Linked DNA regions of Gossypium hirsutum: regions 2, 3 and 4 are each linked to region 1. Evidence: chromatin contacts called from public Hi-C data. All regions are on one chromosome and are shown on one strand. The core of a region is the stretch at or near the end of the contact, and the rest is flanking DNA. Distances in the headings are between cores, read along the strand shown. Region 1 holds the start of LOC107910325 (growth-regulating factor 6). Region 2 holds the start of LOC107910327. Region 3 holds the start of LOC107910319 (protein SOB FIVE-LIKE 5). Region 4 has its middle 26 kb from the start of LOC121214645.

What was found. Hi-C and Micro-C count contacts between places; a contact is called where the count stands out from the background.
Region 2: a contact with region 1 is called in a Hi-C map of leaf, with 5 times the contacts expected there. The contact joins the promoter of LOC107910327 here to the promoter of LOC107910325 in region 1. A contact is called at or near these places in 17 of 34 Hi-C or Micro-C datasets (anther, callus, hypocotyl and 3 more).
Region 3: a contact with region 1 is called in a Hi-C map of leaf, with 3 times the contacts expected there. The contact joins the promoter of LOC107910319 here to the promoter of LOC107910325 in region 1. A contact is called at or near these places in 2 of 34 Hi-C or Micro-C datasets (both in leaf).
Region 4: a Hi-C map of leaf shows a contact between it and region 1, with 3 times the contacts expected there. The contact joins the enhancer-like site here to the promoter of LOC107910325 in region 1. A contact is called at or near these places in 18 of 34 Hi-C or Micro-C datasets (callus, cotyledon, fibers and 3 more).

The regions. Positions count from the first base shown.
Region 1 is chrD02:16,873,998-16,880,823 of Gossypium_hirsutum_v2.1, reverse strand. It overlaps LOC107910325 (growth-regulating factor 6), which reads right to left and starts at 4,302. Exons shown (of 7, transcript XM_016838141.2): 1 at 3,565-4,302; 2 at 3,349-3,455; 3 at 2,905-3,255. The coding sequence starts at 2,962.
Region 2 is chrD02:16,668,372-16,675,197 of Gossypium_hirsutum_v2.1, reverse strand. LOC107910327 reads right to left here and starts at 4,104. Exons shown (of 3, transcript XM_016838148.2): 1 at 3,655-4,104; 2 at 3,502-3,588; 3 at 2,092-2,403. The coding sequence starts at 4,104. The coding sequence ends at 2,257. It also overlaps the pseudogene LOC107910328 and the pseudogene LOC121214644.
Region 3 is chrD02:17,075,813-17,082,638 of Gossypium_hirsutum_v2.1, reverse strand. It overlaps LOC107910319 (protein SOB FIVE-LIKE 5), which reads left to right and starts at 4,213. Exons shown (of 4, transcript XM_016838135.2): 1 at 4,213-4,877; 2 at 4,967-5,038; 3 at 5,133-5,204; 4 at 5,312-5,585. The coding sequence starts at 4,485. The coding sequence ends at 5,329.
Region 4 is chrD02:16,717,990-16,724,815 of Gossypium_hirsutum_v2.1, reverse strand. No RefSeq gene overlaps it. Among protein-coding and RNA genes, the nearest start is that of LOC121214645, 26 kb to the right of the region's middle. Within about 2 kb of position 2,920, at least 7 of the 9 cell types and tissues checked have an H3K27ac peak or open chromatin away from gene starts, as enhancers often do. A contact at or near this core is called in cotyledon, fibers and leaf, where this site is marked.

The DNA of each region.
Region 1 (6,826 bases), core at 3,053-5,552:
GTCCACGGGCAGTAAGAAAGCTGTGTTTTTTCCTAAAGCAGTACAATCCCCAAATGGTCTTCTTAATGAAGACAAAGCTAGATAAGCAACGCATGGAAAAAGTCACAAGGAGATGCGGTTTTATTAATGGAATTGATATTGAAGAAGAGGGTTTTCGAGAAGGACTATGTTTAGCATGGAAAGGAGACACTAGAATAAGCTTACAAATTTATTCTAGGAATCATATTGATATTATGGTTAAAGAAGGCAATGATGAAGCAGAATGGAGGTTCACGGGGTTCTATGGTTCGCCGTATGGTAATAATAGGAGTGCTACGTAGAATCTGCTAAAGAAATTGGGGCAAGACAGAAGTCATCCATGGTTGGTAAGTGGTGATTTTAATGAGATCATGTAATCTTACGAAAAATGTGGTGTACCTAGGGAAGAGAGTAAAATAGAGGCCTTTCGAGAGGCTTTAGAAGAATACCTACTAGAAGACTTGGGATATTTAGGGGTTTGGTTTACTTGGGAAAAAGGAAATTTGCTGAGACAAACATTAAAGAAAGACTTGACAGGGGAGTGGAAAATGACAAATGGAGGCAACCATTTTCAACAAGTAACATCAAACACCTAACACACTCAATGTCTGACTATTGCCCACTTCTTATAAACACAAAACGTGGAAATTCTTATAAGGGCAATTCAAAATTTAAATTTAAGGCGTGGTGGCTCATGGAGGAAATGATTGAGGAAGTAGTTAAAGAATCTTGGGAGTTAGGAATAGGTGCAGTTGCTGAAAAACTCGAAAGACTACAAGCAGACTTAAAAATATGGGCAAAATCAATAAAAGAACGGAGAGAGGGATTGAAGAAAAAGCTTACAAAGTAACTTGATACGTTAATGGCGCAAGAAAAGACTGACGAAACAATGGCAAAAGTCATCGATACCCAAATCCACCTGAATATAAAAATTGATAAAGATGAAGTTTACTAGGAACAAAGGACAAGAGTAAATTGGCTTAAAACAGGAGATAGGAATTCGACTTTCTTTCATAGGTTTGCCACATATCGAAGAAACATTAATACCATATCAAAGTTAGAACTTAATGGAGGAGGAGAGGTTACCGAAGTTAGTGAGATTAATGAAGTTGCTACTATGTACTTTCAGAAGTTATTCACGTCAAATGGAGTAGGAGACCTTTCTTATCTTCTAACGGGCATTGAAAGTAATATTCTGGAAAAAATTAACAGAGTTCTGATGTCAAAATATACAGCAGAAGAAATCTATGAAGCTCTGAAAGGAATGGGACCCACTAAAGCATCAGTGATGGTTTTCTAGCAATTTTCTTTCAGAAGTATTGGCACATTGTAAGTAAGGAAATTACTAACTTTTGTTTGGGAATTCGAATTAATGGGGAAAATTTTAGACCTTTTAATCAAACAGAGATCGTGTTGATTCCAAAAATTCCTAATCCCACTAGCTTAACTAATTTTAGACCCATTAGTTTGTGCTCAGTTCTTTATAAAATGGTGGCGAAAATAATTGCAAGTCGACTACAAGTAGGTATTAGAAGATGTATTAATGTAACTCAAAGTGCGTTCGTCCCAAGAAGGTTAATTACAAACAATGTGCTTCTTGCGTATGAGATTTTGCATACATTTCGACAAAAGCGCAGGGAAAAAAAAGATACATGGCAGTAAAGCTTGATATGAGTAAAGTTTATGATAGGGTAGAATGGGGCTATATAAAAGAAGTCATGTTAAGAATGGGTTTTGCAAAGGAATGGGTGGAGCTGGTTATGAAATGTATATCTACGATGTCCTATGTAGTCAATACAAATGGAGGAAGTGGACGAAGCTTTAAGTCGACAAGAGGATTGCAACAGGGAGATCCTCTAAGCCCTTTTCTATTTTTAATGTGCAGCGAGGGATTATCACCGTTGATGAGATTGGCAATAAAGGAAGTATCGTTGAGAGGTGCAAAAGCAAGTAGAAGAGGCCTAGAAATTTCACACTTACTTTTTGCAGATGATTGTATTCTGTTTGGGGACACATCAGTCAAGGGGGCAAATGTGCTAAAAGAAATATTGAAGATGTATGGAAAGTGTTCTGGCCAATGTATAAATTTCAATAAATCTACAATTTTTTTCAGCACGAACACTACAGAAGAAAAAAAAGAAGAAGTCTCAGCAATTCTGGGGATAAATACCTCAACAAATATGGAAAGATATTTAGGTCTCCCGAATGTGGTTGGCAGACGGAAAAAAGAATCTTTTCAGTATCTCAGCATCTCAAAGAGAAAATACATAGCAGAATTGAAGGATGGAGTACCAGAATGTTATCGCAAGGAGGCAAGGAAGTATTTTTAAAGTCAGTACTACAGGCTATTCCAACCTATGCTATGTCTTGTTTCTTATTACCAAAGTCATTATGCAGAGATATAGAAAGCATTTTTGCTAAATTCTGGTGGCAAAAAGCCCATGGGAGAAGAGGAATTCATTGGTGTCAATGGAAATATTTGTGACGATCAAAAGTAGAAGATGGTTTGGGCTTTAGAGATATGGCTAAATTTAATGTCTCACTATTAGCCAAACAGGGATGGAGAATCTTGAACAATCTAGATTCCTTATTAGCTCAAGTTTTAAAAGCAAAATATTTCCCAAATGTTAATTTCTTAGACTTACGATTGGGGAACAATGCTTCGTATACATGAAAAAGTATTTGGGCTACAAAGGGCACTCTAGAGGAAGGTCTGTGTTGGAAAGTGGGAAAGGGAACACATATTTCAGTTAGCAATGACTTTTGGATCCCAGATGTGAAAAAGAGCAGGTTATTAGCTTTAAATACAAATTTGAATGATTTTAAAGTTGCCGATTTAATTAATCAAAGTAACAGAACATGGAAAAAAGAGTTGATAATTTCTACCTTTCCAGAGGATGTAGCTGAGAAGATTATTGGCATCCCATTGGCAGAAAAACCTCATGATGATTTTCGGGTTTGGAGTGTAGAGGCGTCGGGCGAATTCACAGTGCGAAGAGCCTATAAACTATTACAGAGTATTGAAGATGATCCTAGAGCTTACGCTTTACAAGATGACTATAAGGAATTTTACAAAAAATTATGGCTCCTGAACCTTCCTTCAAAAATCAAAATTACAATTTGGAAGATATCATGGAATTTCCTAGCTATACGAGTTAATATGCTTCAAAAAAAGCTAACAAACATAACAATATGTCCACGCTGTGGAGTTGGATCAGAGAACATGGACCATCTTTTCTGTGAATGCCCTATTTCAATTTCAGTATGGAGGGAATTACCATGCAAAGTTTTTTTGCAAGAAAGTCAGTTGGAGTTTATACAGTGGCTAACCTGGGTATTTGCGAAGAACTCAGCATCACAATGTAGGATATTCTACTGTGCATTATGGGCAATTTGGGGAGATAGAAATGACTGAGTGCACAAAAAAGTGAGTAAATCTGGAAAAGCATTAGGCATATTTGTTAATAGCTATATATCAGAGTTGAACGAGATCGACAAAAAAGAAGTCACAATCTTCTATAATTATTAGAAAGTGGAGGAAGCCACCTGACCAGTTCATGAAGATCAACTTTGATGCAGCCTACGATGGAAAGTATAATCAAGCGACTGTGGGGATTGTGGCTAGAGACAATGAAGGCAAGGTTCTTTTATCATGCTCGAAGATCTATCAACAAGTGACATCAGCCTTTGCGGCCGAGGCGCTCGCGTGCCGGAAAGTGACCAAAATCGACATAGAAAGGAAATGGGAAAAAATCATTATCGAAGGAGACTCATTACCGATAATAAAAAAGTGCAAGTCAAGTATCCCAGATAAATCACAGGTATGTGCTTACATTAGCGATATTCATAAGCTACTATCAAAACTCAATGAATGCAGATTTGAATATGTCCCAAGAACAGTTAACAGTCTTGCGCATACGGTAGCAAAAGAAACGATGAAGGATAAAGTAACAGTGTACCTTGGTTGGGGGAGTCCCTGAATATGCAGAAGATCAAGAAGAAAGGGATAGAGAGGGAGAGTCGGATTGATCAGGAAGGTAGAAGATGAAATGGGGTAATCTAAATGAGGGCTGGTAAGGAAAAGTTGAAATTAATGTTCTCTCAGGAGTGTGTATGCATCTTGAAGAAGAAAAGGAAGCTGAAGTGACAAGGCGATGAAAAGTCATTTTGTTGATTGGGCAAAAACAACAGTAGCATTAATGGATTCCATAAACTTCCATCTCTGCTTTTTATGCTGTCCTTAGGTTGAATTAAGATCTGTTTTGACGTCCATAGTATTATTATTGCTTTGTTTATTCTGAAGCTGGGCCAAAACTTACAATCGGGTCTGGTCTTATATAGGCAATTTGTTTTGTATTTTTGAATTTATTAATAAAGCCCAATCTGCAGTTATTTTCAAAAAAAAATTATATATTTAATAGGACTATTTTCATAGTTTAAATCCAAACACTATTCATATTATTTTAATATTATTATTACTATATCAAATAAATCTTAATTCAATTGACATGATATTATTGGCAATGTAGGAGGATGTGAGTTCGAGTGCATTGCAGCCTATTATCCTCCTATTTATAGGTTGAAAAGTGATTATAAGTAATTGTAGATATTATGTGAAAAAATAGTAGATATAATAATAAAATTACACTAATCAATTTAATTATTTTTAAATATTCTTATCTTGCAACTAAAAAAAACCTAATTGGTTGCCTTGCCTTGCCTTGCAAAGTCTGCTAGCTAACGGTTTCTTTTTATTAATAATATATTTTTATTCTTATCTCAAAGTTAAGCTTAAAAGAAGACCAAGAGAAGTGGTGAGCTCCATGAAGTCATGTGACAAGGATGCATTGTCACGTGACAGACACCAAAGAGGAAAATCTACTCTTTCCGAAACCCCCTTTAATTTATAACAATCTCTCTCATGGAAATGCTTGAAATCAAACACCAATCCATAGATTTTCTATTTTTAAATGGTAATTATTTGAATTCTTTTTTTAATTTAAATTTATATTATCTTCTAAATATTTCAAAAAAATTACTTAATCAATTCACATATTTAACACATTCAAATACCAAATGAATAATGTTATTTTATTTATTTCCTATTCAAATAAATTTTCTTTTGAATTTGAATTAAAAAAACCAATATCTAACCATTTGTGAATGTTGATTTAAGTATAAATAAGTTATTCTTTTGAAAGTTATTATGTTTAAAATAAGATAAGGATTAAAATTAGTGTATTAAAAATGTATTATTTCAATAATATTGTAAGTTGGTAAAAGAAATATGTTTTCAAGTATTTTTTAGAAGGAAAAAGTTAAAAATTAAGAGAAAAAAAAATTTAATTTATCATTCTCTTATTGAAAAGGAATAAGGATAATATGAAATTACAGTTTCATACCATTCATTCTTAACAAATAAATAACTTTCTCTCCTTACGTAAACTCAATACTAAATAACATTCATTAAGGCATATTCCTAGGTCTTATTCTTCCTAGGACAACTTCAAATTCATTGTCTTCAATAATTTTTGAGCAAAACTTTTGCTGCTTCATTCAATTTTATTCATACTTCACAAGTACTTGTAGTTGCAAATGTAATTATAGGAGATCTGGTTGAAAAACATATTCGAAATTATGATTTTTTTTAAAAAAAAAGGTTTTTATGGCCTTAAAAATATCCAATCATCGATAATTTTCTCAACATTAAACTTTTCGTATCAAATTTCTATAATTTTTTCTTTGAATATATAACGTTTCAAGGTTTAAAATTTGCCCAGGATATAGTTAGCAGCCTTTGTGAAATGTGCAATTCCCCCATCTCTTGTTTTTCTTGATATTTTATTATAAAAGAAAATTTTAAATAAGTTTTGCAATGATACTAACTATTATTAATTCATTGACTCATTAGTCCGTCGAGTCTTGACCCGTCCTCTGTATGGGTTCGCACATGCATAGTGCTCGCACATGGGCGAGTACTAGATGAGGACGCGTAATATGGGTTTGCCTTTCAGTGACGGAGCCAAAAATATTTTGGGGGGACCGGAATTAAGTAATATATTTTTACAATAGTAAAAATGTAATTTCACCATTTTAATAGACTATATCTTTATAATTTTTAAATGATTAAATCAAATTTTTATTATTTTGGGGGACAAAGTGCATTTTTACCAGTACTAATTTAAATTTTTATAAATTATAAAGGGTCTAAATAAAAAATTTTCCATTTTAAGGAGGGTCGGAGCCCTTGCCTGCCCCTCTTAGCTCCACTACTACATCACATGGTGCAAACCCACTTTAAGTATACACATATTAACCCTAAGGTAGGGTACTTGTTATCATGCATGGAAACCTATCTAGTATATCACATCTATGAACAATGATCATATCATATAAATATACAGAGTTAACCCATTTGAGGAGACACATGGAGAAACACTCAACAATTTGGTGCGACAATTGTTATGATACTAACTATTATCAACCTACTAACCCACTAGTCCTTCGGGTCCTAACCTACATTTTGTATGGGTTCGCACTAGATGAGGACGCACAATATGGGTTTGCCTACACATGGTGTGAACCCACTTTAAGTATACACATGTTAACTCTAAGGTAGAATACGTGTCATCATGCATGGAAACCTACCTAGTATGCAACATCTATGAACAATGATCGTATCATAGAAATACACAGAGTTAACCCATTTGAGGGGACACACGGAAAAACACTCAATAAGTTTAAAAGATTCAGTAGTTTAATTACGTAAATTAATGAAAATATAAAATAATAATATCCAAATATGTTA
Region 2 (6,826 bases), core at 2,855-5,354, 210 kb after region 1:
GGTTCGGTTAACGGTTAAAATTTTTGAAAGGTCCGTTAATTCGGTTATAGTAATTTCGGGTCGATTAACCGGTCGGTTAACCGAATGAACACCCCTATGTTGAACCATAAATGGATAATTTGTTCTTCGCAGAGTTTTAGGTATCAACAGGTACATTAAGCATCTCTTACCGTTAAAGCATTCAATCAACTCAAAGATGCAACTAATTTGGTACAAATTGGAAGATAATTTACTTGAACCAACAACTAAACAAACCCAAATTATGATAATAAAGACTTAGAAGTGTAGAAGGAATCAATCTGTGATGACTCACCGTTATGGTGGCATATATAAGCAGTGACTAGAACAGGAACAGTGGTGAAAAGCTTCCAAAACGATGCCTGGTTTTCAAGTTTCGGCATTAAACGATGCATTTCGATTTTCCCTTCCATCAACTTAACAATGGTAACTCCCGCTGTTATTGCCACAAATACAATCGCGAAACCAACTGACAATGCCGAGGTGTATCTCAATGAATCTAAAATCACGAAAAACAGCAAGCATTTCAATAAAAGTAAGAAAGGAGTATAGCGGCAATTTAGAATTTTTGAGGCGTGAGTTAGTTACCAATGCGTTTGAATGAAATGAGAGGTGCGAAAACGAAGAGCGTGGTGAACATGAGCAAAGCCGAACGCGTTGTCCACCAGTGTTCACCGAACCATTCTTCCATAACTCCCTTGTGGTGGAACCCATCCTCCCATGTCCCCGACAACACATCACCTGCAATCAAATCAAATTCAGAGGTGATCGAAGGGCAACTAGTCGTTCCACGAAGCTTAATTCTTTTTTTTTTGGGGGAGGGGGGAGTTCAAACTTACCTATGATGATCATGTAAACCACGAGCATGCCCAAGTTGTTGATGACAATGCAAACCTGAAGATGTTACGGTCGGTCCCACCGAAAGCGTCGGCGGCAACGCCTGAATATGTGGCCGACTTGGAGGCTCGACTGAACCTGAGTATCTTATCGATGGATGATCCCGTTAGCAAATAGACGAATATGATTACGAATAGACTCGGGATTAGGTCCAACTGATTGACGGTGGCTGGGAGCACCATGATCCCGGCTCCCACAACAGTGGTCAAGAGGTTGAAAATGGCTCTTGAAGTTGAAGCCCCATCGAAGCCGACTTCGGGAGTCTCGAGTACTCAGTAGGCCTGCTTTTGAGGGAGGAGAGCCTCTCCTCGGGGACTCCGTCAGTGTTTACGGTCTGAGAAGGAGGGCATAATATTCATTTTCATCACTTTGGTGGTTAAAGCCGTTGAATGAGGCCGTAAAAGAAGAAGAGACTTGGGAAGTTTTTGAAGATTTCGTCCGTCACGGCCTTTCTTTTTGGTGTAATTTTATAGATCAAAAGGGAAAGGCTCCAATAACACAATGGTTACGGGAAGTACAAGGAAAGCGAATGGCGACTTGACACCTATAAACCAATGACTTCATCTCCCTACATGAAGTAAAAAAAACAAAACTGGGCTTTTGGTTGCTCAAAATGGAAGATTCATTAAATCTTCCTGGAACTTCTTCCTCTTTTAGTAAAACTGCATTCTGGTTTTTTTTTTTGGTTCAATTATTAAATTACATTTTGTTTTACCAAGAAAACGAGAATTTCATTGGTGTAAATTATGTTTTTTCTGCTATTTGAGAGCCTTTTTTAGCTTTCAGTTCGCAACAGCTAGGCTAACCATTAAAGAGTCCATAAATAGATCATTGTCCTTCAGCCAACCCTATTTTGCTTGTGGGTGGGTTAATAATTAGTTAATTCAAGTACCAAACCCGGGTGGTATGTTCACCCTAGCTTTCAACAACGCTGTGGTTTGAATCTAAAGCACCTGCACTGCACTTTACCATTCCACCCACAAGCAAATTGCCATCCATAAAGTAGGGGAAAAAGGACTGAAATTACCTCGTAAGTTAAAGATGGATCAAGGGTTTCATCATATAACTTGGGTCTCTGACATTTTCTCAAAGTAACTTCATGCAAGATGCCATAGCATGGTAATGTGCTACTGTCAATATTTAACTAATATCAGTGGGTTAACCATACTAAAATAGTTAAATCCAACACAAGGAATTTCAGGCTGCATTCCATGCATGTATGCCAGATATATGACCAAGGCACAACATCACATTGATAAAGTGTTAGCATCAAGTAAACAAGATTAATACTTGGCCATGTTAGAACTCACAAAAGTTTCCATCATCTTGCACATAGATAATTCAATGTTTTCTCTTTCTTTTGTTGCTTCCTTTGATCTTGTTGTCCGGAGCTGTCTGTGAAGACTGCAACTTTACGCCTACAGCTGAACTCCACAAAGCCCTTTCTACATCCGAAGGTTTGAAGGAGTCACCCATTGAACTTAGTTCCTGTAATAAGAAACATAGATCATCCTTTTCAAAAAGGTATTTCCTGGATCAGGCACATAGATGAATGATTAATTGATCCTTCCCCATAACAACATGCATTACATTATGAGAAAATATTCTTGTTAGCCTATGAATAAAGCCAACAAAGGTGCATAGAAGGGGCACAGACTGAGGACGAAGTGAAAAATTTATCACTTGTCAACATCAAGAATTCAGCATCTTTCCTTAATCAATTTTATCACTGGTAGGCTATTAATTTTAGGTTATAAGCAGTATAGCCAAAACTTCAGTGGCTTCTACACTGATTGAATAAGTTCTTCAAACAAACATACAATGGGCAAAGGTTCCAATGGATATTAACAACTAGAGAATACTAGAGTTGCCTTGTTGTTCCTTAAGGAATATGATAGTGTTGCCCAGTCAAAACGCAATTAGCCAAGAATCAGAAACAAGGAAAACTAGAGACGGATTAGGATCACCTATCAACAACATAAAACATTCAATAGAAACAAAACAATAAGACTAGCATCAGAAAGCTACAAATTCAGTGAGACAACAATGAAGCTTCAGAACAATATAAAGTGACCATTGATCAGCTATCAACTATGAAAACAATGAGTTCAGGAAAAGAAAGAAAGAACACTTGTGGTCCTGACTCCTGAAACTAAGTTTTCGTCAAGTAATTTCCCCTGCAAACACCATTTTGGGGAACCATGCAAAGAGGTGTGCTCAATCAAAATAAGCAAAAGGAAAATGGAAACGAACTTCGTAACATGAAAATGAAAGAGATTCTGTCAATGGAAACTAAGTTCCACCTAAAATGTACAGAATTGAACTTCCAACAGGCTCCACAAGAAAAAATATCAACATCTTAAATAGCAAAAGTTAACTAGTTCTAAGCCTAACCGATACCATCTGTAATAAGCTAAGTACTTTTTAAATATTTCTTATTAAACTGCCATTATACTAACTTGAAAACTACTAGCATATTTTAATTGCACAATATTGATCAACATCATCAAGACAAAATACAAGTAAGGATCATGCCAAAAGAACTACAATAATAACTCAAATAGAATAGAAAGGAACCTCACCAACCTTAGATTTGCTCTGTAGTTTTTCCACAAATAACAAGTATTGTTTTAACGAATAATCTTTGGAGCTTCCAAGCGCAGCCACCATAGCCTTGAATATAAATTAAAAGTCATATCAAATAAAAAACCAATAAAGAAAGATTGGAGAGGCAGTTACCTCGTCGGACATAAATGGCGCCGTTTCAGGAGCGTAGGCGGCGAGAACAGCGGAGGCAGTAGCGGGGCCGACTCCTTTCAAAACCGTAAGCTGGGAGATGGCTTTGGAGATGTCGGGAAGGGAGAGGAAAGCCTTTTGAGAAACGGATTGGACAGAAGAGTCGTCCAAAGAGGAAACAAAGTTTAACAAACGAGGCCTCAATTTGCCGCGAGTGAGCTTCCACTGCATGAGGCGGGAGAGTTCGGCGGTGGTAATGAAAGGGTTAGGGTTTCGTTGGCGGAGAAGAGAGGGAAGATCGTGGGTGTAAAATTCGTCAAGAGAAATCAAATTAGGCTTGTTTAGAGATTGGATTCGAGATTTGTAGGAGGAGAGAGCTTCTTTCCAAATGCTCAAATCAGTGCACTCAAAATCCAGTTCCTTTGGGGAAATATTTCCTATCAACTTAGGCAGTTAATCCCTCCATTTAGTCGAATCAGGTCTTGACAATCCAATTTTAGAATTCAGAAATAATTTTTGCATGTTACAGTAAATTTTGATGCATAAATATATTTATTTTTTCAAAATAAATATTATTTTAATTATTTAATTTTACGTCATGTTTTCGTCCCCTATTTATAAAATACTCATATTACACCATGTTTAGTTGGGTGTATTGGCTAATCGGTGGGTCCCGCTTAATCCCTCTCTATTCCTATGTTTGGTTCATGGTATTGCTAATACCATTGTAATCGGTTACTGATTTAATCGGTGGATTTCACCGATTTGTAATCCTTCCATTTTGCCCAGATTAGGCGCCGCATAGGTTTACCATCCCTGTTATACCCTCTCATCTGCTTCCCCTTTGTTTCTCTTCTGTTCCTTCTAGCCTCTGCCGATTTGCTCCCTCCGTTTCTTTTCTTTTCTTTTCTGCCCTCTGTTTATTTTCTTTTCTTTTCTACCGATTTGCTCCCTTTGTTTCTTCTCATTTTCTTTTTTGCCGATTTCTGAGTTAGTGCAACTGAAAGGTAGGTTTCTAACTCTCTGTTAACCTTGTTACTGTCTTTTATTTTTTCTGCATGTAAGCAGATTCGAAACATGTTAAATCTGCTGTCTATAAACTTTAGCCTTTATTCTTAACTGCTTTGAGTGGATTAAACATTTTTTGTTTGGTTTAAGATTGATTCGTATCGATTTGTTCTGTAATTATCGATCTTTGATATTCATTCATGGATGATTTAAAAATGTTCCTTCTAACTTACTGGTTGCATTTATGGGTCTCCCTCTTTCATGGTTCTGTTTGGTGTTGCAAATTTTAATGCATTACCTGTGCTCTGTGAATTTTTGTTTTCCATTTTGTTATTTATGTAATGGGAAATTTGAGGAAAGTGAATTGGGGCTTCCCATACTGAAAAGGGGCATACATGGTCAATCAACTGCCAATTTTTCTTTTTATGACAGTTCTTTTTCCCTTTCTTTTCTTTCCTCTTTGTATGGGATTCACAACATTTGTTGGTGGTAAAATGTGGTTACATGGTCTTACAAATATGTTACTAGTAATTCATTTTGAAATTAATGTGCACAAGAAGATTAATGCTTGTTTGTCTTTCCTATCAACTACCAATTTCTTTTTTATCCATACTCTTGACCATGGCATTGGGCCGTACTTCTTGTTGCAAGGATGCTGGAAGGCTGAATTGTGGCTATAAATTGTTTTGGTCACCCCAGTGAGTGGTGAAGCTAGTTAACGAGTCTTTAGTTAACAGTAACATTACTATCTGTCGGTGAAAGGATTATGTGGAAGAGTATGGTCTTGTACACATGCACACTAATTTAAGATTTTAGTTTCAATTAAGTTATCTAGGTGATGGATATTTTTATCTGCTTTCATGCTTGAAAGAATGCTGATATATGGTATTGTGTTTAATTTATTTATTTTATCATGTAGCTAAGGAATCTATTGTGGGCTACATCAAAGCACGATGTGTACCTCATGCAAAACTACTCGGTAATGCATTGGTCATCACTACTACGCAAGGGCAAAGAAGTGTTGAATGTGGCTAAGCCAATTGTTCCCAACCTGGTTAGTGAATATGGCCATGATTAATTTAATTTGACTTCTGCTGCTTTGTTTGAAGAGCAGTTGAGATAAACTTTGTATTTTGATATGTTTGTAGAAACGACAATCTCAGCAACTCTCTAGGGTGCAGATTAGCACCATGGCAGTTAAAGAAAATTTAATGGTGGCTGGTGGTTTTCTGGGGGAGCTTATTTGCAAGGTATCTGTTTGCTTGTTTGACAAATGTTTATGGGATAAAATATTATGTTTGCAATTTGGCTCATGCTATTGAGAGTATTTTTCTGCTTGGGCAGTATATAAATCAACCGGGGGTGACATTCTCCACAAAAGTAACCACTGATGATAATGCAATCACTAATGCGGTGGATGTGTATCTCAATCCTAGGTGAGAAATATTTTGATCCTTTTTGAGCAGTCTAACAAAGAGAAATATTTTGGTTATCTTGAGCAATATATTACTTTGACTACATTTTAAAATAAAACTGAATCTTCTTTATTTCTGCAGTGGTGCAATGAGAGTTATGGCTACAAATAACGATGCTCAAATCAGAGTTTTTGATGCCGAAACTTTTTCAACCTTCAACCGGTTCTCATTCGACAGGTCTGTAAATTTAAGTGCTAGTCTTCAAATGCTTGCTGTAGAATTCCATTTTTCGGGTGTTTTTCTTACTTTTATGGTTGTCTTCTCTTAACAGAATACCTCTGTTAGTCCAGACGGGAAGTTGCTTGCAGTTCTTGGAGACAGTACCGACTGCCTAATTGCCGATGCTCAGTCTGGCAAAGTATGTCACTCTTGCTGGACATCCAAATAAATGGTGCGTTTTGAGGTTTAAATCTTGTTGATGTCTAATTTATTTTGTACAATGCTGCAGGTCACTGGCACCCTAGAGGGACATTTGGACTATTCTTTTGCTTCATCTTGGCACCCTGATTGGAACATTCTTGCTACTGGGAATCAGGACACAACTTGCAGATTGTGGGATGTAAGAAAACCATCCCAGTCCCTAGCTGTATTGAAGGGAAGAATGGGAGCAATTAGAGCTCTCAAGTTCACATCAGATGGTCGATTTCTTGCCATGGCTGAGCCAGCTAACTTCGTTCATGTCTTCGACACCA
Region 3 (6,826 bases), core at 2,964-5,463, 200 kb before region 1:
TTTTTGCAAGGGAAAAGAATCGAACTCGGGTCTTAAGAATACTTACATTACTTCTTTACCACTAGGTCAATTACTCATTCTTTTTAAAAACTCTCAAACATAACCTTAAAAGTCGTAGCATGACAACCTGCAGTTCACTAACCAATTTCTTCTAACCCAAGTTTTGAGATGTGACATCTTTAAGTAGTTGAAGACCTTACTAGAAAAGTAGAATAGGAAGTCCATAAAGCGGTTAAACATGGATAATGGTCTTGCTTTTTGTTTAAATGAATTTAATAATTACTGCAAATGGGAAGAAATTGAAAGACATCGCACAATTATTGGTACCCCGTAGCAGAATGGTGTTACTAAAAGGATGAACAAAACTTTACTCGAAAAAGCCCGATGTATGCTTTCCAAAGTAGGTTTAGAAAAGGATTTTTGGGCAGAAGCCGTTAACTGGGCAAGTTATTTGGTGAACCGACCTTCATATTAAGCATTGAACGAAAAAGTTCCTAAAGAGATATGGTCCGGTAATCCTCCAAATTACTCTAACCTTAGAGTATTCGATTATCTTGCATATTCACGAGTTAGTCAGGGAAAGCTTGAACCAAGGGCTGTAAGATGTATTTTTTTGGGATTTGTTGCTAGTGTTAAAGGCTTTAAGTTATGGTGTACAGAAATAATCAAAACGATTGTGAGTAGGAATATTATGTTTGATGAAACTAAGATGTTTCATCTAGGAAAGGAGTCATTTGTTCTTAGCGTCAAAACAAAATAGAGTCACCCAAGCAAAGGTGGAGCCGGAGTTAAAAATAGACGGTGACATCACAACGTCACAGACAGTGACGATGTGATGAATAGACTCGACGTCAAGATGAGGGATTTCGTGATGTTGCAAGGTCACGATGAAATCACGATATAAGCGAGGCAAAAACTGTTTCAGAACTGCAGAAGGGTACTGAAGTCACTTTAGATCAATTAGAGGCTCCACTTGACTCTCAAACTCCTACACCTCAACTACAAAATTATAAGTTATCCCGCGATAGAAAAAAGAGAAATTAAGCCACCATAGAAATACTGTCACGAAAATTTAGTGGCATACACTCTAAGTTTTGTGGAGAGCATTGATTCAATCGATCCCTCAAATTACTCTAAGATAGTTTAGGCTCCTAATTCGAGCAAGTGGCTTTTCGTAATAGAAGAGGAGATGGAATCTCTTCAAAAGAACGAGATTTAAAAACTCATGAAACAACCCACTGAAAAGAAGCTAGTTGGTTACAAGTGGATGTTGAAACAGAAGGAAGGATCAAAACCCAGATAAAACTAGATATAAAGCAAGGTTGGTAACAAATGGCTACAATCAACTGGAGGGAGTTTATTTTCAAGATGTATTCTATCCTGTTTTGAAGCATATGTCCATTTAGACATTGTTAGTTGTTGTTTCATTACACAACCTTGAATTAGAGTAGTTAAATGTGAAAACTGCATTCCTTCATGACGACCTAGAGGAAAATATTTATATGCAACAACCTGAAGGCTTCAGGATCGAAAGCAAGGAAGACCATGTCTGCCTTTTAAAAAAAATCTTTGTACGGCCTGAAGTAGTCTTCTCGACAATGGTATAAGAAGTTTGATTCATTTATGTCAAGCATTGGTTTTGTATGAAGTAAGTATGGTAGTTGTGTATACTTGCATCGTCTTGATAATGGATCATTCATGTACTTGCTGCTCTATGTCGATGATATGTTAATTGCGACTAAGGATTCATTTGAAATTAATCAATTAAAAATTATGCTTAATTTTAAGTTCGAGATGAAGGATCTTAGTGTAGCTAAGAAAATTCTAAGAATAGAAATTTCCAAAGATAGACACTTCGGGAGGATATTCCTGTCATAGAAAATGTACATCGAAAGGATCCTCGAGTGGTTCGAAATGAAAAATTCGAAACCAATTAGTACTCCTTTAGTTGCACATTTCAGACTTTCAACTTCAGAATCACCACAAACCAAAAATGAAGAAAAGTATATATCCTCGGTTCCTTATTCTAGTGCAGTCGGAAGCTTAATGTATGCAATGGTTTGCACTCGTCTTGATATTTCACATGTTAGTTTTGTAAGTAGATACATGGCTAGACTCGGTAAACTACACTGGCAATCAGTTAAGTGGATTCTCAAATATTTGAAGGGGACATCAAATGCTCATTTAAGGTTCAGAATAAGTTCAAAGGTTCTAGTGGGCTTCGTAGACTCAGATTATGCAAGCAATCTAGACAAAATTAGATCCCTCACGAGTTATCTGTTTATTTTTGGCAAATGCACCATTAGGTGGAAAGTCATGCTTCAAGCCATTGTGGCTTTATTGACTACCAAAGCTTAATATATGACAATCATAGAAGCTGTGAAATAAACCATTTGGTTGAGAGGTCTATTTGGGGAGCTAGTTAATAAACATGATGCGACTATTGTACATTACGATAGTCAAAGTGTCATATATCTCACTAAGGATCAGATGCATCCATAAGAACAAAACACATAGACATTTGGTATCACTTTGTTCAAGAGGTGGTTGCTCAAGGAGATGTTCATATTCACAAAATTGGCACAGAAAATAATCCAACCGATATGATGGCCAAAAGCCTTCCAGTTTCAAGTTCAAACATTGTTTGGCCAACATCCTGCAAATATCGAGTTAGGCCCAGATAGGACTCGACAAAGAAGGCGTTGGGAAAATATGAATCAAGATAGAGATTTATGGAGTGTGCCTCACATTTTGGAAAAAAAGAGTCGACATCGTGACAAGGAAGAGTCGATGTCCTGACGACGCGACACACGATGTCTCGACGAGAAAAAACAGACGACGCAACATGTGACATCCCGACAAGTCGATAAATGACGTCACGACGTGACGATGTGTTCCCTACTAAAGTACGTGTCTTCTCCTAGTTAAACTCAGCTATCTTTTCTTAGACAAACTCTAATAACTCTAGGGATATTTTCATCATATTAGCCTATGAATTTCAGCCTATAAATAGGGCTTTTAGCAACCCTAGAGAGATTGATTCGACAACACAACAAAAGAGAGTGTAAGGGAATTTTGTGTTTTAGCCAAAGAGCTTTGTATTTTTTGGGATTTAGGGGCTTGTTTTGTTTTTTTTTCCGTCTTGTATTATTCTTTGGCTATTTGTCGTTTTAGTGAAGCTTTCTTTGCCCGTGTTTTTTTTATCCTTTTGAGAAGAGTTTTTCCATGAAAATATTTGTGTCCAATTTTCTCTATTCGTTCTTATTTGTTGTTCAATTCGAATTTATTCCCAACATAATTGTTTCGACAACGAATATGATATCTCACATTTTAAATTTGACGACCAGATCAAGTGTTACAGAGTAAACTATACAATATTACATATGTAAGGGGAGAAATCCATCAATTTACACTATATTAAATTTTTGGGCTTAATTTTTGTATACACAAGTTCATCCTTTTAATTAACTTTTACAAATCTATGAATTGTTATGGCTATAAACAAAATTCTAGAAATTTGACAAAATAACGTGAGATAAGAGGAATACTTATATTTTAGATGCCGTATGTTATGCAACGATCCAACATTCATGGGGTCACTCACTCAAGACCCCACTACCATTTAATGCATTCCAACGGCGGCACAGGAAAAAATAAATAGATGGATAATCTGTTGTAATGACCCAGAAAGAAAACAGGGAAATTATAAGTTTACAATAACGTCTCAGTTAATACCCCATAATGAGTCTACGACAACTCAGCAAAGGAACATGCATGTCCGTTTCACATTTGGTTTAAACATAGATTTGAAGAATTGTCTTTAGTTAAATTTTGAATGAAAAGGGCATCTTGCATTATTTAATTTCATTAGACTCTTGTAATCTGATAATTTGCAAATTGTTTGTTCATTTTAATTAATTATAAAATATATGGTATGATAAAATTCCTTTAATTAAAGTCGAATTATAATTAATTATTTAAAATTTTAAAAAATACCCTCAATTTAAGATGTCTTAATTTCAAAAAATACAATCTCATCCATCATTTCCAAGTTCCAAATATAAACATTTGAAAGACATGTCGGAAAAGACAAAGATATAGAGGGCATTAAATGAGCAGTAAAATACATTCACTTTTTATTGAAAGGACAGCACCATTGTTGTACAGGCTGCTGTATTATTACATTTATATACATGAATTGATAATCGGTTCCCTATCAGCACTGTTCACCAATTTCTCTCTCTCTCTCTCTCTCTCTCTCTCTCTCACTCAGAGCCAACTGGCTAATTTGATTGATTCATTTAAGGTAAAAACAAATGGCGAAAGGCTTGAAGAGATGAGAAAAGTAGTCTAGGATTTGAGTGTGATTCTTTTGGTCTTATCCTGCAATACCCTCTTTGTATTCTATTTATATACGTAACAGCTTCAAGAATTTGCTTATATGTCAAAACTGTAAACCCAAGAGGGAAAAAAAAGTGTTTATAATGAATTTATCAGCTTCACAATGTGGTAGTGGTTGTGAATCTGGTTGGACTTTCTACTTAGGTCAATCCTCTTACTCTCAAACCCGGTGTCAAAATTTTGGCGGCAACTTTGATGAGGTTTATGGGGTGAAAGGAGCTAGATTCGGGGTTGAAGATGAAGAGGAGGGTTTATCCATGGTGTCTGATGCATCTTCTGGTCCAAGACATTATTACTGCCAAGATTATGTGGAATGCCTCGATGAAAATAGAAGCTTTTGTTCTCATCCTGTAAATCCTGAACCAGCTAACAAAACCAGCAAAAACAAAAAGAAGATGAAAGAACATTGTAGCAATAATCAACAACATTCTTATCTTGATGACACTGCCAGCTCTCCTGTAACAAGCTTTTCCGAGGTAAGTTCCACTATATTCTAATTGTTCTTGTTCGGTTGGTTTGTAACAAAAACAAGAGTAACAATGGATGTTTTCTGGTGTTTTTACAGAAGAACATCAACAAAGATGCTTCAATGGAGTTGTTGGACTTTTCACAAGGCTTTTCGGGTACACATTTTAAGGTACTAAATATATACTATATCCTTCTTTAAAGCAGTTAGTCTTCCATTATTATTATATATAAACTTAACCATGCCACCTGTGAGATACTTTCAGGGCAAATCATCATCATTCCAGAAAAAACTTGGTTTCCTAAAAACTGGAAAAGCAGGTTCGAAAAACCTGCAGGTTAGTCATCGATTTCAACTTTCTCCTCGACATTCTTAAAAATAAAAAAGAGAAATTTGATGGTTAGATAAGCTGTAGTTTGATAAAAAGAATTTGGTGGTTTCCAGGGAAGAAGCAAGGAATGACAAAAGGGTAAATGGTAACAGCTTTTGTCTCTACTAATGCAGCTGTTCTGGAGAGAGAAATGGGAGGAATGTTGTAGAAGAAGAAAAACAAAACAAAAAGGCCTTAGATCTCAAAGGGATTTTGTTCCTTCCTTTTTACTCTTGTTTTTTATTCTCCGAGTCTACTCTCTTTTTTTTTTTAATTTCTTTCTGTCAATGCAGTGGGAAACAACCTGAGAACATTAAAATAAATTAAAATTTCGATGTCATTGGTATATATGAAATTGCAGGTTTTCTCCAGTTTATTTTGCTGACACTATGCGTAGACAATGTAGAATCTGGTTCTATTAGCATAGAAACTATGTTTTTCAGGTTTATCCACTTGAGAGTGTAGGGTTTAAAACTAGTAATACCCTTGAAAGAATGTTGTGCCGACCATAGTTTATTTCCCCCTTGAGGACTTGAAAATTTTGTATGCTCAGCCACAAATAAATTAGCTTGTTTAAATTTCAACAGTCAGAAAGACTAGTCCCCATCTTTTGGCAGAATGATTAAAAAAAAAAAAGGCTTGTATAGGTTTAAAACTTGAAAACAAGAAACAAAATTAACCTTGGGATCTTCATTTTAACCAGAAAAAGATAAAACAAGAAAAAGAAGTGTTAAAAATAGCAGTGGTCCTTGGATGGACAGAGTGTCTCTGTATTTTCCATTAATCAGGCGAGTACCTTTGTAGCCCATTTGTGCACATCCAGCCAACCCATTATAAAAGCACTACTTGATGGGTCGGATTTCTGTAGCCCATTTGTGCACATCCAGCCAACCCATTATAAAAGCACTATTTGAGCATTAATGTCCAAACAACCCAATCAAATATTTACAATTATTCGAATATTACTCTCTTTCCATCGCTAATCAAATTGCGGTATTAATGAGAGTGGAAAAAGTAGAGAGGAGTGATGTTGAGGAAAGTAGGTTCACCCAAGATAGAGAGCCAAAAACGTAGGAGAATAAAGAGGAGAAGGATGACTTACCAAAAGATCCAACCGGGTTATTAAGGACGGACACTTCCTCTCGTAATGTACGAGGCATGTGCATAGTTGATGAGTGACTATCCAAATGGTGTAAGGCGGATAATTGTTTGCGAGTCTCTCCAGTTGATTCTTGTGTTACCACATATCCCAGTCGGAGTAAGGTATAAGACCCACCTAACATAAAAGCTAGGCAGGGCTAGTAAATTTGGTAACCTATGCTTAACCAGATACAAAACAGATATATAGTTTGGATGAAAGTCAGCTTCATTGTCCATAAAAAAAAAAAGTCCCAAAAAGCACCATCTCTATCACCCATCTCTGATAGCTACCCACCAAAAATGTGATACATGCAAAAACAGTGACTGCAATTATTGAGGTTGGTTTTGGGTAATGAGTTTCCCTTTAAGATCATTAAGTGAAGGTGTTTTTCCAGGCCATCCTGAGAATTAGGCAAACCATATCTTGGATAGGGACATGGATCATAGGA
Region 4 (6,826 bases), core at 1,671-4,170, 150 kb after region 1:
CTTTCTTCTTTCAAGTTCTGAAAAAAGAAAGGAGCTTCTAAACTTGGGCTAATAACCACATTTTAGTGTCCACGTGAAAATTATGTGGTTCAACAATAACCCTGAATCCCACTTTGTATTAGTGTTCATTCATATCTAATAGCTCGTTCATAAGACTTTAGGCGTTGAAGTTGGTGAGACGGCGTCTGAAAATTTGGATCCTCCTGACCATCTATAAGGATTCAGAGTGAATATCGATAAGGAACAACAGCATGACCCAACAACCCACAAATAATAATGCACGGACAGCTGAATTATTACTTACATCATCAATAATCAACGACCAACCGAAAACTAAAAGCCAAACGCGGAAACCCAAAACCCTATCTTTAAGTAATAGTAAAATCTATTACAGAAACCCTAGCAAAACATGTAATAATTAAGTAGATGGCGAGAAAAACAAATAATGGGTGAGCCCAGCTGAGGTCACGATCGACGCTCATGTGACTAGCTTCGTAGCTTCCCCCACCTATTCAAATTGTTTTATGTTTTAGGTCAGTCAAGAGAGGAGTATCTACGCTGCTGTGCTGACTCAAAAGGAATCAACTTGTTTCCCTAGCAAACAAATTAGAGTTTGTTTAGATGAGAACATGATTACTTTTTTCCTGAGTTTGATGAGTCGAAACTTTCGGTGAGTTTCCATGGCAGATGCCAACCAGAGAGAGAAAAAGAGCATGCAATTTGCGCTGGGAAGTACCAGTACAGAGAGGGCGTGTTTGGCCCCCAAAGACCAACACTAATGAAAATATATCATTGATATTCTTGCTTTGTTTTTTATATATTAATTTTAATTATGAACGAAATAAACTTTTTTACTTAATTATATTTTATTTATCTAAAATAAATAAGTTCGTATGAAGTTCTGAATGTAAAACTAATTCTTTTAATTTATTATTTTAAAATTAAAAAACCAATAATACATTATTAAAGAAACATGATTAAACATTGTAACAAAAATTTATCCACTTTCATTGGGTGAGAGAAGTTGATTTAAAGTTAAGTTTACAAAATTTAATAAAATAAAATAATGCCGAAAATATATTAATGAACATAAAATCATAGCTTCTAAAATTAAAGTGATGAAAATTATAATATTCAATATAAGAGAAGGGATTGTATGGAACTGTGGTTCTACGTTATTCTTATCCCTTTCAAATAGGAGAATGACAAATCAAATTTTTCCTCTTGATTTTCAGCCTTTTCTTCCTGAAAAATTCAAATCCAACTGAAAATGTTAAAAATTAGAAAGAAAAAATTTGATTTATCATTCTTCTATTAGAAAAGAATAAAAAAGACATAAAATTACAGGTTCATACAATCTTTTCTCTCAATATAAAAGTAAATTAGAAGATTAATTAGTACTATATGTGCAAGTTCCGTATGTTGGAATTTGTCTTCCCTTTTTATTATTGTCCTTTTATACATGTTCTGTGTTGGGATCTTAGGTGTTTTTTTTCTCAAGTTTTATCTCATATTCAAGCATTTTCTTGCTGGACACCATATTTTTACCAGATAGTTTGTATATTGATATTGATCTAATATGGAAACCTATATACCGATAAGTGTAATAAAGGGAATAAGATATACAAAATTCTTCATGAGAGACATTCAGTAATTTGTAGGACAAAATTTTCATAAGGACGGGAGGGTTATACTGTCCCGTAAATTACGATATTACACGTGACATAATTTCGAGTTCGAATATTAAAAAAATTATTATCAGGGGTGAGTAAAACTCAATTCGGTTTGAAAAAATTAATTTTTTTTTATTTTTGAGTTAATCGAATCGAGTTATCCATTTTTTTCAAATCAACTCGAATAAGTAATTTGAGTTTAGTTGAATTTTACAATTTAAATAACTCGAATAATTCAAATAACTCAAATAACATATTGGTATAAATACCATTTTGGTCCCAATCAATTTTGAAAATGAGCAAATTGGTCTCTCTCAACAATAACTACAAAATAATTCAAAATAATTTTAAAATTTAAAATATTTATAAAATTTCCAAAATTTATATTTAAAAAAAGATATAAAAATAAAAAATTCTAAAGAATATATAAAAAGTTAATTTTTCTAAAACAATAATTTTGGGACCTAAGTAAATAAATTAAAATTTTAAGTTTATCATACTAAAATATCTTCTTTTTTTTCTTATTTTGCTTTGAAAGAGTTTTCAAATATATATGACTTCAAATTTATGTGCTCTAACATGAAATTAGTTATTTTGTGTAATAAGATTTTAATTTGGCATGTTTAACTCGAACAATTTTACTCTATCCGATTCGACTCGAACTTCATTTCACCCGATTCAAAAATTTTCAAGTGGAGTTAGGATGATAAAATAGGACTCTTCAACTCAATTAACTTAAAATTTTTTCGCTCGATTCAATCAAACGTTCACCCCTAATTATGAGAAGAATTTAAGGAATGAATCAAATAAGAAATTTTATTGAAGGAATATGATATTGGAGAAGGAATTACATGAAAAGAAATATAAAAGTGAAAGTATGACAAAATGACCGAATCACAAATTTTGGAAAGTTTGAGCACTAAAGTGCAATTTGACCAAAATGTTAAAAATGTGAGTTGTTATTGATTATTTAAGAATAAGTTATATGCAATGGTATGATGGAAATCAATTTTGAGACTAAATAGGGAAAATTTGAAAGTAGAAGGATTAAATTGTAAATTTTCCACTGCAGAAACTGTTAAAAGGGCAAAGATGGGCAACGGTAATTTAATTAATTCTTGAGACTTTTATGATATTTAATTATGATATTTGATATTCAAAAGTATTTTGAATCGTTGAAACCTAGTATTGAAGAAAATTGACATCGAAAGATTGGGCTTAAACCTTGGGCCCATTTGTTAATCTTAAATGGGGAAAGAACCCCCCATCAACTTCATTTTCCTTCTTCTCTAACAGGCAGCAACCTCCCATGGTTGACCACCTTCTTTTTTATTTTCTTTGTCTTTTTCTCCATTTTCTCAAAAAAATTGTCACCTTCCACCTTGAGGTTTTGTCAAAATCTCCATGGAAACCACTTTCTAAGCTCAATTCCTTCAATTTCAATATAGGGTTTATGGATTCTAAAGATACAAATACCGATCATATAAATTCATTTATTCATCAAATTTTACTTTCCAAAGATGAATACCTAATTTATACTTGCGCCATGAAATTATAAACTATGATAGTCATTTAAAAGGAGATAAGATTACTATGTGACCTTTTCTATGGTTCTACTAATACAAATTTTGTAACGATGACAAAATAATTGTCAAGTTTTCCTTGAATGGTATATGAAATTTTACAACATTGTCACCTCAGTATCCATTATCCACCGTTAATTGTAAATTAAATGAAAAAGCAATTGTGATATACTAATAAAATATAATTAAAACATGGTGTTTGCAAAAGTATACATATATAGAGAGATTAACCAAAGCAAAATTAACATTCTGCCATCATGAATCATGAAAAAAAGGAGCTTCTAGCAATTTAAAAGGAAACCTACCATCTTCGAGGAATCTCCCTGAGTGGGATTGTTGAATGTTCCCATTAGATGAAATGCAACAAATCAATATCTATTCAACTGAAAAGGCTTCAAATTTCTTTTAATCACACTTCACCACTCACCTCTACATTCATTCAACAATGGACAAATTCTACATAACATAACTGCATAATCCACATAAAACCTGACCACAATTTGCAGATGTTGAACAAGATAACAATGTTATGTATTATGACAAATGTAAATTTTTGTTCTTTTCTAACTAGTACCAAAATGCTGTTTGCAGTAGACAACTTAAGGACAAAGCTAACAACAATCATAAGAAATTAAAATTTTGAGTTAATCTAAACTAACCAATGACGAAAATGAGGTCTAAATGCAGACCCACTGGTCAACTCAGGAACTAGCCAGTACACTGATTCGGAGAACCGCTATTGAATTGCCAACCCCGAAACGTATACAACGGTAAGCGGGTTTATATGATTTTTGCTCCAATTTTTTTCGACCAACCAACCAACCCAAAGAAAAAAATTTAACACCTAACCCAAAATAAGTTGTGATTCTTCATTTCTCTTTCTCCTATTTTCTTAGATTATCGTTATCCTTTCCCTTTTCAACCCAAGAGACCATCATTTTTTTCTTCTTGACGCAAACTCTCAATGGAAGATTGATTGGATAACGAGAGTGACCCAAAAATAAGGGAGAGGGGAAGAGAAATGAAGAAAAGAAATTAAAAATTAAAAAAATGGAGATAAAAAGAAAAGAGTAAACAGGGATATGATAGAACAGATCAACAAAAAGTAAAGAAAGAAGTGGGAAAATTAGAAAAATATATATATAAAGGAGAGAGGAAGAGAAAGATAGAAATTGATAATTTTAAACTGGGTTGGAACTTGGAAAATTAAAGGAGATTGATTGATATGTATGGGAGCTTGAGAAATTAAAGAATATATTGTAGACATTGAATTCTGTTCTGGGATCATAATTTAGATTCAGGCTTCGAATTGGCTATTTGGACTAGATTTTCTTGATATGATTATTTTAATTTTAAAGTTAAACTGTTGTCCATTTAATTTTAAAATTAAGGGGCACCTTTATTTTTTTTTTAATTTCGAAATTTAAGTTAATGTGAGTTAGGATTCACAATTAAATTAAAAATTAATTTTACTTAAATAATAATAATTAATTTGAGATTTTCAACATGAGGTGGGTGGATATTTGGATGGTCTGTTATTGAAAAATAATAATAAATCAAAATTTTGTTCAAAATTAAATTTTATTTTGATAAAATTAATAATAAAAAGAAAAGAGAAGAAAGAAAAATAATATTGCTTTTGGGTTTGTAAATACTTTATTAGGCTTAACTTTGAAAAAAAAAAGTTAAATCCAAAAGCCCAATTAGTTTATTTTTCAAATCCCAATTTGATCTTGTTTTAAAAAATCCTAATCAAATTTCATTTTTTTAAAGCTTAATTGTAGTAAAATTGTTTTCTTTTTAAAGAAACTCGGTTTAAGGGCTAAGTCAATTTGCAACCCAATCTTTTAAAGAGCTGTAACAATTTGATTTTTGTTGGTGTCAAAAAATATCGTTTCAGAATCTCATTTCTGTAAACTGAGTTCCTAAGAATAAGATAAGAAAATTTACGAAGTTAATATGAAAATATATTAAAGACAAATTAAGTAATTTAACCATGAAATTCTTTGATTAAAGATCGGGGACTAAATTGTAAAAATCTAAGCACTATTGAATTTTAATTTAAAAATATTTGAAGACCTAATTGGAAATTATCCAAAGGGTTAAAACGGTAAATAAATTATTATTTTTCTATGAGAAAGTGGGAGGAGATGGTGATAGACATTTAAATGTTATAAATGTAATTAAAAGGATGTAAACATTAGATAGTGGAATTAAGCATAATTAATTAAGATTGATTAACTTTAATCCTAGTATATAAGCAAGTGAAGAATTAAAACCATCATCATCTTTTCCTCATTTCTGTCTCCCGTCTAGTGAAAGAAGAAATCTTTGTTTTCTGTTTCTATTTCGATTCCAAATTATACCAAGGTATTCATGTTTTTCTTATAATTTCTTATGGAATTTGAATCATGGAAGCTTAAAGTGTAACTGATGAATTTAAGCTTGAAATTAATACATAAGTAATTGTTAAGTTTGGAATTAGTTGAAATTGTAATAGAAGATAGTGAGATTAGATTAGAATTGAAAGTTTAGTTAATTTTGACAGAACTAAATTGAGTAAATAGAAAGTTGTCATGAAATTATGCTATAGATAAAAAAGTATATGATCCCTAATTAAAGGATGTGGAATTAGATTTTGTTTCGATGTTAGATATCGAAAATTATGAGTATTTCGAACATAGGGACTAAAATGAATAAAATGAATAAAATGAAAAATATGTTGATTATGCATTTGAATATGATTTCGATGTCAACTAATATTGTTTTTATAATTTAATTATCGAATGTAGCTAAAGACGATGCCGGGCCATATCAAGAGAAAGGAAATATGAGAGTTGGAGATGAATAACGAAATATGGTTTGTACTTCTATGATTTGAGTTCAATATATATATACACAAATGATTGTTACAAGCTAGCTTATGTGAGGTAAGTGTTCTACTTGTGTAACACCCTTAACCCGTATCTGTCACTGGAATAGGGTTACGGAGTATTACCATAAAAATGTAACTTAAAACATTCAATTACAAAACATTTCATAAATCAATACATAATTCATTCAAACACATGTTTATTATCCCTTATTCAAGCCCTCGAGGCTTTAGAAACACTTTAGAATTGATTACGAACTAAATCAGAAACATTTAGAATTTTATAGAAAAAGATAGAAAATTTCATACTGTAGGGGTCACACAGCCGTGTAGCTAGGCCGTGTGACTAATACGGCTGAGATACACGCCTATGTCTCAGGCCGTGTAGACATTCGAAGTAGGGACACACGGCCGTGTCCCAGCCCGTGTTCGTGCCTGTGTAACTTTCTGACTTGGGTCACACGGCCAAGCCACACGCCCCTGTGTTAGGCCGTGAAACTGTCTAACTTGCAACCCTTTGAAACCTATAGGGGACACAGCCGTGTCGCATGGCCATGTCGCATAGCCGTTTGTCACACACGGTTGAGACACACGCCCCTGTCTTAGGCCGTGTGGACAAGAAATAGGCCATTTTCAAGCCATTTCTTTCACCCAAATCAAGCTCACGCCTACAATCCATTTACACATAAAATCAAGCT